2 separate regions of the Mus musculus genome follow, and region 1 is linked to region 2. The links are chromatin contacts, called in public promoter capture Hi-C maps. All regions are on one chromosome and are shown on one strand. Each heading gives the region's core, a stretch centred on a gene start, on an enhancer-like site or on the middle of the called end of the contact. The rest is flanking DNA. Distances are from core to core; before and after follow the strand shown.

Evidence for each region. Promoter capture Hi-C pulls out the DNA fragments that hold promoters and counts their contacts.
Region 1: a contact with region 2 is called in a promoter capture Hi-C map of liver, with 2.5 times the contacts expected there. The contact joins the enhancer-like site here to the promoter of Grhl1 in region 2. A contact is called at or near these places in 6 of 39 promoter capture datasets (the 3T3-L1 cell line, cranial neural crest, frontonasal cranial neural crest and 2 more) and 1 of 115 datasets of contacts at active chromatin or transcription factors (memory CD8 T cells).

Annotation. Positions count from the first base shown.
Region 1 is chr12:26,396,187-26,400,893 of GRCm38.p6, forward strand. The region is part of intron 2 of Rnf144a (ring finger protein 144A); the gene reads right to left. Among named protein-coding and RNA genes, the nearest start is that of Mir6538, 16 kb to the right of the region's middle. Within about 2 kb of position 2,570, at least 49 of the 459 cell types and tissues checked have an H3K27ac peak or open chromatin away from gene starts, as enhancers often do. A contact at or near this core is called in liver and memory CD8 T cells, where this site is marked.
Region 2 is chr12:24,569,942-24,574,259 of GRCm38.p6, forward strand. It overlaps Grhl1 (grainyhead like transcription factor 1), which reads left to right and starts at 2,346. Exons shown (of 16, transcript NM_001161406.1): 1 at 2,346-2,517. The coding sequence starts at 2,498.

The DNA.
Region 1 (4,707 bases), core at 1,320-3,819, 1.8 Mb after region 2:
TGATAGAGTTGGTGGGCCAGTCCCATAAAGGCCATGAATCACATTTCTCCCAGGCTCTCTGCTTGTCTAATGGCTCTAAATCAGTTATATAGCCAATCCCACAGATGACCGAAGATGAAACTATCCACATAACGAGTACAGAGATAATTACTGCCCACTTAACAGAGCAAAGAGTAATGAGTGAATAAAACCTTTTAAACATCTCACCGATGTAAAGGTGCAAGAGCTATTCTGATGCAACAATGTTAGGCTCAAAACCAGAAGAACGGGGGCATCTCTAGGGTCTCTTACAGTCTAAAAGGTCAATTCTCAAAACCCTGTCTTTAAAATAGCCCAACCTCACAAGGTATCTCTCTGAGCCTTGTGTGACTTAAGTTCTTGCCACCTTCACAGACAGGGACTGCAGGACACTGTGACTCGGCACTGCTGGGGACAGGAATGGCACATTAGGGTAGAGACCTAAGATGCCAGCTTCATTTAGTTTGATAAGGTATGATCAATTGGCTAATCAAAACCTGCTAATACCATAAATATACAAACAGGAAAATCAAAAAGGAAAAGAAATCAATGAATTGAAAATAGCTATCCATTGGTATTAGAGCTCCTAGGCAATCATATCAAAAAATCATGTTAAACATGATTTGCCTAAAAAGATCAGTTAAAAGACCTCATCCAAGAGCGGTTGTGCAGCGAGTGGCGGTTAATCAGAAATCACAACTTCTCAAAGTGAGCAAGTGTCTGTGTGGTTCTTGGTCACAGATCTTTATCCCAACTCACAGGCTCAGAGCAATGAACAGAGATTTAAAAGTCTGTGAGACTGCAGCTGGGAGCGGAACAGAGTCTTCTGGACATCATAGGACCACTGCACTCAGAAACTCACAGCAGGGCAGTGGTGGCTCCAACAGAAGATCAAGCCAGGTGACATTCCAGTAGGGAGGATAGAGGGGACTGTGAGCCCCTACACCTAGCTGAGAAAATGACAACGATGGCTTCCAAGGGATGGGAGTTCATCTTCTTTAAGGGTGTGACCTCTAATAGGTCCATCATGCCCCTGCAGATGACTCTGCACACAGGAGTATATGAGCAGCAAAAATTATTCTGTGCATTATTAAATTAAATTTTAAAAAAAAGAGGGCACAAAGTTAGGAGGGGATGGAAGGTGTGGGTGAACTCAGGAGAAATTAAGAAGAGATGTAGGGAATGAATATATTCAAAATACATTGTATATATTTATGAAATCTTCAAATTAAAAGTATTCTATTGAATGGGTACAAGAATGAGCTCAAGAGCAAACTACAGCTGCCCATTGCGTTGTTTATGAGAAACTCGCTGAAAAGCTTCGGAAGCAGATTAAAAGTTAAGGGATGGAGACACGTGCTCCATGCCAAAGCTAATCCAAAGAAAACTGAACGGCAAGAGTTCAATGCAAAGGGGAACTGTTGTGATGCAAACTATAAAAGGGCAAATTCCACCACACAACATAAAAACATGTACATACTCAACAACGGTGTGCCAAAACTCATACGGCAAAGTTGATACCAGTACAGAGGAGAAGCAGCCATTAAGTCGATTTAACACCACCTATGGGTGTTAAATGGACAAATCCAGCAGGCAGAAAAATAGAGCAGGCCAAGATGATCTGAAGACCACTAACAATCACCTTGATCGTTTTGATCCACAGCCTCCCATCTGAACTCTGGCTCCCATGTGACATCCTAAGCCTAGAGCTACACGTGAATGTACAAGCAAACAAATAAAAGAACCAAGAGACCATCCCAAGCGTGCTCCTTCTTCACAACCCAGACCAGTGACCAAAGATACCCAGGAAACCCTGGAGATGTCCAGTCTACCCTAGACACTGTGAGAAAGAATCTGTGCATGAACAAAATGGGGAAGAAAAAGAGAGAGAGAGAGAGAGAGAGAGAGAGAGAGAGAGAGAGAGAGAGAGAGAGAGAGAGGATGCTTACAAAAATGCATGTGCATAAGCATGTATGCACATGCATGTGCATGCACACATACACACACACACACACACACACACACACACACACACACATCATTCCTGGGCTACAGATATCACTGCAATCTTAACAAAAAGAATATGTTTAAAAAATAAGGAGAGCATGGGGTATTATTCATGTATGTGTTTCTACCTTTAGCTGAAAACTAAAGAAAGTAATGAGCAGTTTCTAATTTCTACTATTTGTTGACTCATTTTATGCAGTGCCAGCCATGGGTCCCAGGAATTAGGGACAATTGTCAAGCGCTCTACCACTAAGCTACAACTCCAGACCCCAGCTCTCTCCATTGCTATGGATAAGGTCTCACCCTTTCCCACCAGGAGGTATTCTTGGATTCACTTTAACGTCTGCCTTTACATTTTTAGAGGCATGATGTCTTCAGTCCTCTAAGGAGCCCCATGACTAAAATAACGGTGGTAGCATTCTCCCTATATAGATGAACAAATTGGGAACAATTGCAGAAGCCAAAGGCCTCCACTTAAGTCCCACTGGGGCTGAGAGCTTGGGCAAGACCCTCTTCTCTGACCTCATCTTGCCACATCTTGCACAATCCTGACCACAGCAGCCACACGGGGAGGTGCCCTGCATGCTGACTCTGCAGGTCACTGCCTCCCTTCTCAGGTTCACCATCACAAACAGATCTGCAGGGGCCTGACCTCACAGGAGCCAACCAGCAGCCCTCCTGAAACAGTGCTGATGTTTGCACTATTGTTTAGTTTAATAACAGGAGGGTTCCTTCCTGGTCTGTTACTCATTTCTCTCTAAACCACCACTGCAAAATGCCTATCTTAGACCTCTGGCTCACCTCTGGCTCATCCGCTGAAATGCTTGTCATGTCTGAAATAATGCATTATATCGTGTTGGGATGAACCTTAATTTACATTTAAAAGTTTTTTGGTGGGGAGCTGGCAGGGTGGATCAGTGGGTAAAGTCAACTGCACCAAGCCTGAAGACCTAGGTTCAATCCCATGAAATCACATGGCAAAAGGACTGACTCTTGCAAGTTGTCCTCTGACCTACAAACACATGGACACAGAGATACACACACACACACACACACACACACACACACACACACACACACACACACACAGTCACATATCCCTTCATACACAAAGGCATACATATATGCATACAAAATAAGGTATAATTTACAATTTGGTCAACATCTCAAACTACAATAATACGTTTCACTGTGGAATGGAATATAGTTATCACCTGGGATCAAGCCAGTGATGATGGCCCCAGCTTCTGCCTCCTCCCACAGACACCAAAATCTGCAGATGCACCAGACCTTATGTAAAATGGCAGTCTCTGCATAGCTGAGGCATGAGAGAAAGGCAGAAAGGATAATGCGGGAAAGAGTGAGAAAAACCCCCAGCTGGCCAGATGGCCGGTCCTGCCGACCGCATCAGAAAGCATCAGCAATCCCATGCTGCCCACAGAGACAACTTATGCTTTCCATAGGATGCCTATGAGGCAAATGTGAACCAAGTGTGCTTACTGAGGGACCAAGCAACATTAACCTTGAGTTTCTGGTGCCTGCTCTTTGTCGTAAATCTAAACAGTGTCTGTAAATCTATCTCACGCCTCCATTTCCAAAGGTCCATCCTTGAACTTCTCTTCCTCCTGTAAGTGGTCCTCTGGAGCAAAGAGGAACAGGAGGCCCTTACAACCTTCGGAAATGCAACTTGAGAGTGATCCTGGTGTGCTTTTCTGTTTTGTCATAGACTCTGTGATCGATTCGTCGAGGAAAGGGCTTATTTGGTTCATACTTCCAGTTCATTGTAGCTGAGGGCAGTCACGGCAGAAACTCAGGGCAGAGCCCATGGAGGAGCGCCACTTACTGACTAGCTCCCAATGGTTTGCTCAGCCTCTTTTCTGTTTGTTTGTTTGGTTGGTTGGTTTGGTTTATTGTTGTTTTTTATTAATTAAGTCACTTATTCACTTTACATCTCAGTAACAGTTCCCCTCCTCTCCATCACCTCCTCCCAACCCCCTCACATAGCCCCTCCCTCCAACCGTCCTCCCCTTCTCTGTGAAGGGGGAGGCCCTCCTGGGTATCAACCCTTTCTGAAACATCAAATCACCGCAGGACTAGGTGCATCCTCTCCCATTGAGGCAGGACAAGGTGATAACTCATTTCTCTCTAAACCACCACTGCAAAATGCCTATCTTAGACCTCTGGCTCACCTCTGGCTCATCCGCTGAAATGCTTGTCATGTCTGAAATAATGCATTATATGTGTTGGGATGAACCTTAATTTACATTTAAAAGTTTTTTGGTGGGGAGCTGGCAGGGTGGATCAGTGGGTAAAGTCAACTGCACCAAGCCTGAAGACCTAGGCTCAATCCCTTGAAATCACATGGCAAAAGGACTGACTAGTGCAAGTTGTCCTCTGACCTACAAACACATGGACACAGAGATACACACACACACACACACACACACACACACACACACACACACACACACACAGAGAGATACACCAGTGAGGTGAATGGGATCCAGAGGCAGGCAACAGAGTTAGGGACAGCCCTGTTCCAGTTGTTGGGGGATCCGCAAGAAGACCAAGCTGCACATCTGCTACATATATGCAGAGGGTCTAGGTCCAGCCTATACTTGCTCTTTGGTTGGTGGGTCAGTTGCTGGGATTGGCCTACTTTCTCATACAAGCCCAGATCAC
Region 2 (4,318 bases), core at 1,096-3,595:
AACTATGCTGTCAGCATTGTGGATGGCTCACTGGGCCAAGGCTCGGGAAGGCCAGATAGGGGTGTGGAAGTGCTCCCAAGTCTGTGGTGTCTGAGCAAAGTGGTGTCTGCCAACCTCCAGGATATCAGCTGACTTGGGAAGGGAAGGCTTTATTGGGGATGACATAGGATGGTGTTTTAGGAAGGGCCACCCTGGCAAGAGTATGGAGACATGTCTGTGTTGGTGTGCATTTGTGCTTATGTGTGTATGCATACATATATAATTTTCTTAAATTTGAAACTATCAAGTAAAGAAAGAACAGGCCCCAGGCCCCAGAGTTGCCCCAGGGCTGAGCACAGAGGCTGGAAACCGCTCTGAGCATCATGTCTGTGGTTACTGACTAGAGCGCTAGCACCTCAGAGAACTGAGAACACAGGGTTGGGAGGTGAGAGGCAGCTAGCACAGGACAAAGGCATGGTCAGCCCTTAGCAAGAACACACCTGTCTCCCTGGTCCATCATCTCTCAGTGGCCTCCCAGCTCACCTGACTGCCCTCTCTGCTCTCCTGGCTCTTCTCCCTCTGAGCCTTTGATGTTGGAGGCTCCAGGACCCAGGGGCTCCTCCCTGCCTTAGGGCTTCAGCCATTTCAAGGCTTTGAATTCTTCCCTCAGGATGATCTTGCCCAGAGGTCAATTTTTGGTCCAGATCTCCCACTGGAACTCCAGTCTAGTATCCATCTGCGTGACTCATGTACTCAGAAGGAAAATGAATTTTAAACTTAGCACATCCTAAACAGGACCCTTGCCCACTTATAAACTGCTATGTCTGCTGTCCCTCGCCATCTCAGAGGCAGCAGTCACTCTATCCAGCTGCTCAGCTGAAACCTCTGGTCGTTCTGAACAAGAATGACTTTGGTTGCTGTTGTCAAAGTTTCACTTTGGGCCTGGCCTGGAACTGGAGAGCCTCCTGCCTCAACTCCTGAGTCCTGGGATTGTCTGCACACCATCTGTCAGAGGTGCTCTCTAACCTGCCCTTTGGGTCTCAGAGAATCCTGTTCGTTTGAACACAGAGGCATCTAGAATTCAAACCCTTCTCAGTGTCCCATCACCCCGGGTCATGCTTCTGGCTACTATTTATCTTTTGCTTGTCTCTTTTGAAATTGCCTCCTGCTGATTCCCTACCATTCAGTGACCAGATTATTTGAAAACACGAGTGAAGTCTGTCTATGCCCTACCGCAAGTCCTTCAAAGCTTCCTCACTTAAGGCCTTACAGAAACCCGCGGGGCTCTACAGTTTGCACCAGTGCCCAGTTACTCTCTGGCCACACTGCTTTCCTAGCTCCTCAGTGGACACACTCGTGTCTCCTCTATCACGGTCTATAGCTGTGCCTTCACCCTTATGCCCACCCCCTCGCCATCTACATCTTTAAACCCAGAGAGCTCCACTCTACTTTCCCCATCCACCTGCAAAGAGTGCCATCTCTCTCCGCACACCAAAGGAGTCACCGTGACTCTCAAAGTAGGACGCTCTAGGAGGCAGGAAAATTTGCCTGCTCTGTCTCTGCCTTGTCCTCTCTGTCTAGGTCCCTGTCTCTACTGTTGTAGGCCTGAGGCTGAGGTTAAAGAAACCGACCCATAGGAAAATGGTTTAAAAAGGGGTTAGGATATGGGAGGAAAAAGTGGAAGCCAATCTGGAGCTGGCCAAACAGAAAGACCACACAGGTAGTAGGTAGGGGTTGAGGATGCTAAAGTCCAAATATAGCGCTGGGCAGATGAAGAGCCAAGCAAGTTCAGATGCCCTCAGGAGGCTGGTGGGGACCTCTGGGGCTTGGGAAGGTGTCTTAGAGTGATGCTTTTGACACTTGATAGGTGCCCAATAAACAGGGACCGCTGGCCGGGGAAACGTGGGTTATTAAGAGGCTGTGCAGATTGGCGACTGTCACATGGTGGGCACTGAGAGATGAACCAGAAGGAAACCTCCAAACCTGCACAGCTGCAAAGAAATTCCCTAGGTATTTCCCAGGCAGAGGCCTTGGGGCCGGAGAACTGACCGCGAGAGAGAACTGGAAGGTGAAACGCGCCCACGCGGGTGTGCGCCGAAGCCTCTCGGCGCCGGCGGCACTACCGGCCGGCGCCACCGGGGCCAGCCGCGCGCAAGCTCCCCAGCGCCGCTGAGCACCGCCGAGCACCGCGTGGCCCCCGCCCTCCGGTCCGCCCCCAGGCTCCTCCCCAGAGCTCCATCTCACCAATCAGGAGGAGCTCCCTCCTCCCAGTTCCAGAAGCTCCGCCTTGGGCCGGAGCTCCGCCAGCCAATGGGAGGCCGAGCCCAGCGCCCAGTGCGCGCAGCCCGCGCCGAGCCGGCTCAGAGCGAGAAAAGCGAACCCAACCCGTCGGGGCCGCCGCTCCGGACCCACCGCCTGCCGCCGCGCGCCGCCCGCCGCCGCCTCCTCCCCCCGGATCGGGTGTACTGTCCCAACCCGAAAGTCCAGTTCTGCGGCCCGGCAGCGGCGAGCGAGCGCGATGACACAGGAGTACGACAAGTGAGTGAGGCGCGGGCGCGAGTCCGGCCAGGGCCCGGGGGCCACCGCACCTGCCGCGGCGACGGCGCGGGTTCCGGGAGCTGGGAGGACAGGCTGGGTGGGGCGAGGCTAGGGGGTGGGGGGGGACACTCGGCCTGTCGTCTAAGGGCTCCCGGGCTCCCGGGCCCCGCGCTCATGGACCGGTGGGGACGGGTGGACCCTGGGCAGCCTCCTGTCACCTGCGGAGCTGCCGGAGCGAGAGATCTAGGGGAAGGTTGAAGTGTCCGCTGCCCGCGCGTTTTCTTCACTCCGGCTGCTGTGTGAGAAATCTGCTGTGGGTGTTCTTGGGCCCTTGCATCACCGATGGTAATTACAGAAGACTATTTTTGCCGTTTGGGAATATCAAGAGGAAGAAACTGCACGCAGGGTGATAAAGTTAGAGACCACTGTCGAATCGGGATTGCTTTTTAGAGTTTGGGACATAAGAAAGCAGCGAGAAATGTTCAGTGATGATGTAAGATGTGATCAGACGTTGGCAGGACTTGTGTGGGGGCAGTTCTCGATTTTACTCGCAACTTTTCTATAAATATGAAGATGTTCTGAAAGATCAAGTCTGTCTTATCTCGGCTCAGTAAATCTGGAGTGAAGAATTGGTTTCATAGTTAACTTGTTAAGGGTGGATTTTTCTCATGCTTGTTTTCTGATGAAGGTTAGCTGAGTGTGGAATCAGTAAGAGATTAATCTTGTCTTGTAGAAAATGAAGTTCAGGTAGTGCTCGGCTTTCCTTTTAGAATCCTGACCTATAACTCTTGAAGGTCTGAGGCTCATTTGAAAACACCCATGAACCTTCAGGGCCGGAGCAACAACTTGCTCTTCTTGAAGAAGTGGGCTGCAATTGTTCATGTGTTTATTTCTCTACTTACTGACTAGGCAAAAGTCCCAGTGCCAGCCTCTTGGCCTTAGGCATACTTTGGAAATATAAAATGCCTTCAGGGTAATTGCAGACATAAAGCCACTTGGAAAATATTTATTTTCTGATGCTTGTACCAATGTTGGATGGGATGGGAGAAGGGAAGCTTGAAAAACTAGCATTACGACTGTTGAGCGAGCCAACTGCTGTCAGAGTCTTCTGGAAGTGGCTATTAGACTATTAATAATAGCTCAGCAGTACACCAGAGACTCTCACCACGGAACCGGAACCGCCATCTCTATCGGCCTCAGGACCCAAAGGCTTGCTTGCGGGGAATGCTAGGTTGTGTATTGCTTTCTTCGGATAAAACTTGAGATTTATAAAGATAAGCCTTCTTGATTCTTTTTATGTTTCAAAATAATAAGCTGCTTCCAGATGTAAGCCCTCAGACTCGTCTTTTTTCCTCCCCTTTTCAAAGATGTCCTTTTTTTTCTTCTTCTAAACCTATATCTGTTTTTGAAGGATTTGGGTGACTGCCAAGCCCTAACCTTTGTTGATTACTTGAGAAGATAATCAGACTTTCTCCACTCACTTTTAGAAAAGGTAGGTCACCTCCAGGCCATTTACATATTTCATTCGTGTGTTGCAACGAGACCTGGGCCAGGACAGCCATAATTCAGATAAGTTCCAGACACCTCCGTTCTTGTTCCCTCACACACACAAAAGTACTGCCTCGTCTTGCTGAAGTCAATGTTCCGTTTTTTCTTTCTATTGACTTATTAAACAGTACCGGCTGGACAGTTGTTGAGACTGTTGACATTTCCAGGTTCTGGAATCAGTAGACTTTGCTTGGATTATTTAAATTAAACCTTCTGTAAAGCGCCACTAAATTCACCATTCGTTTTCTGGATT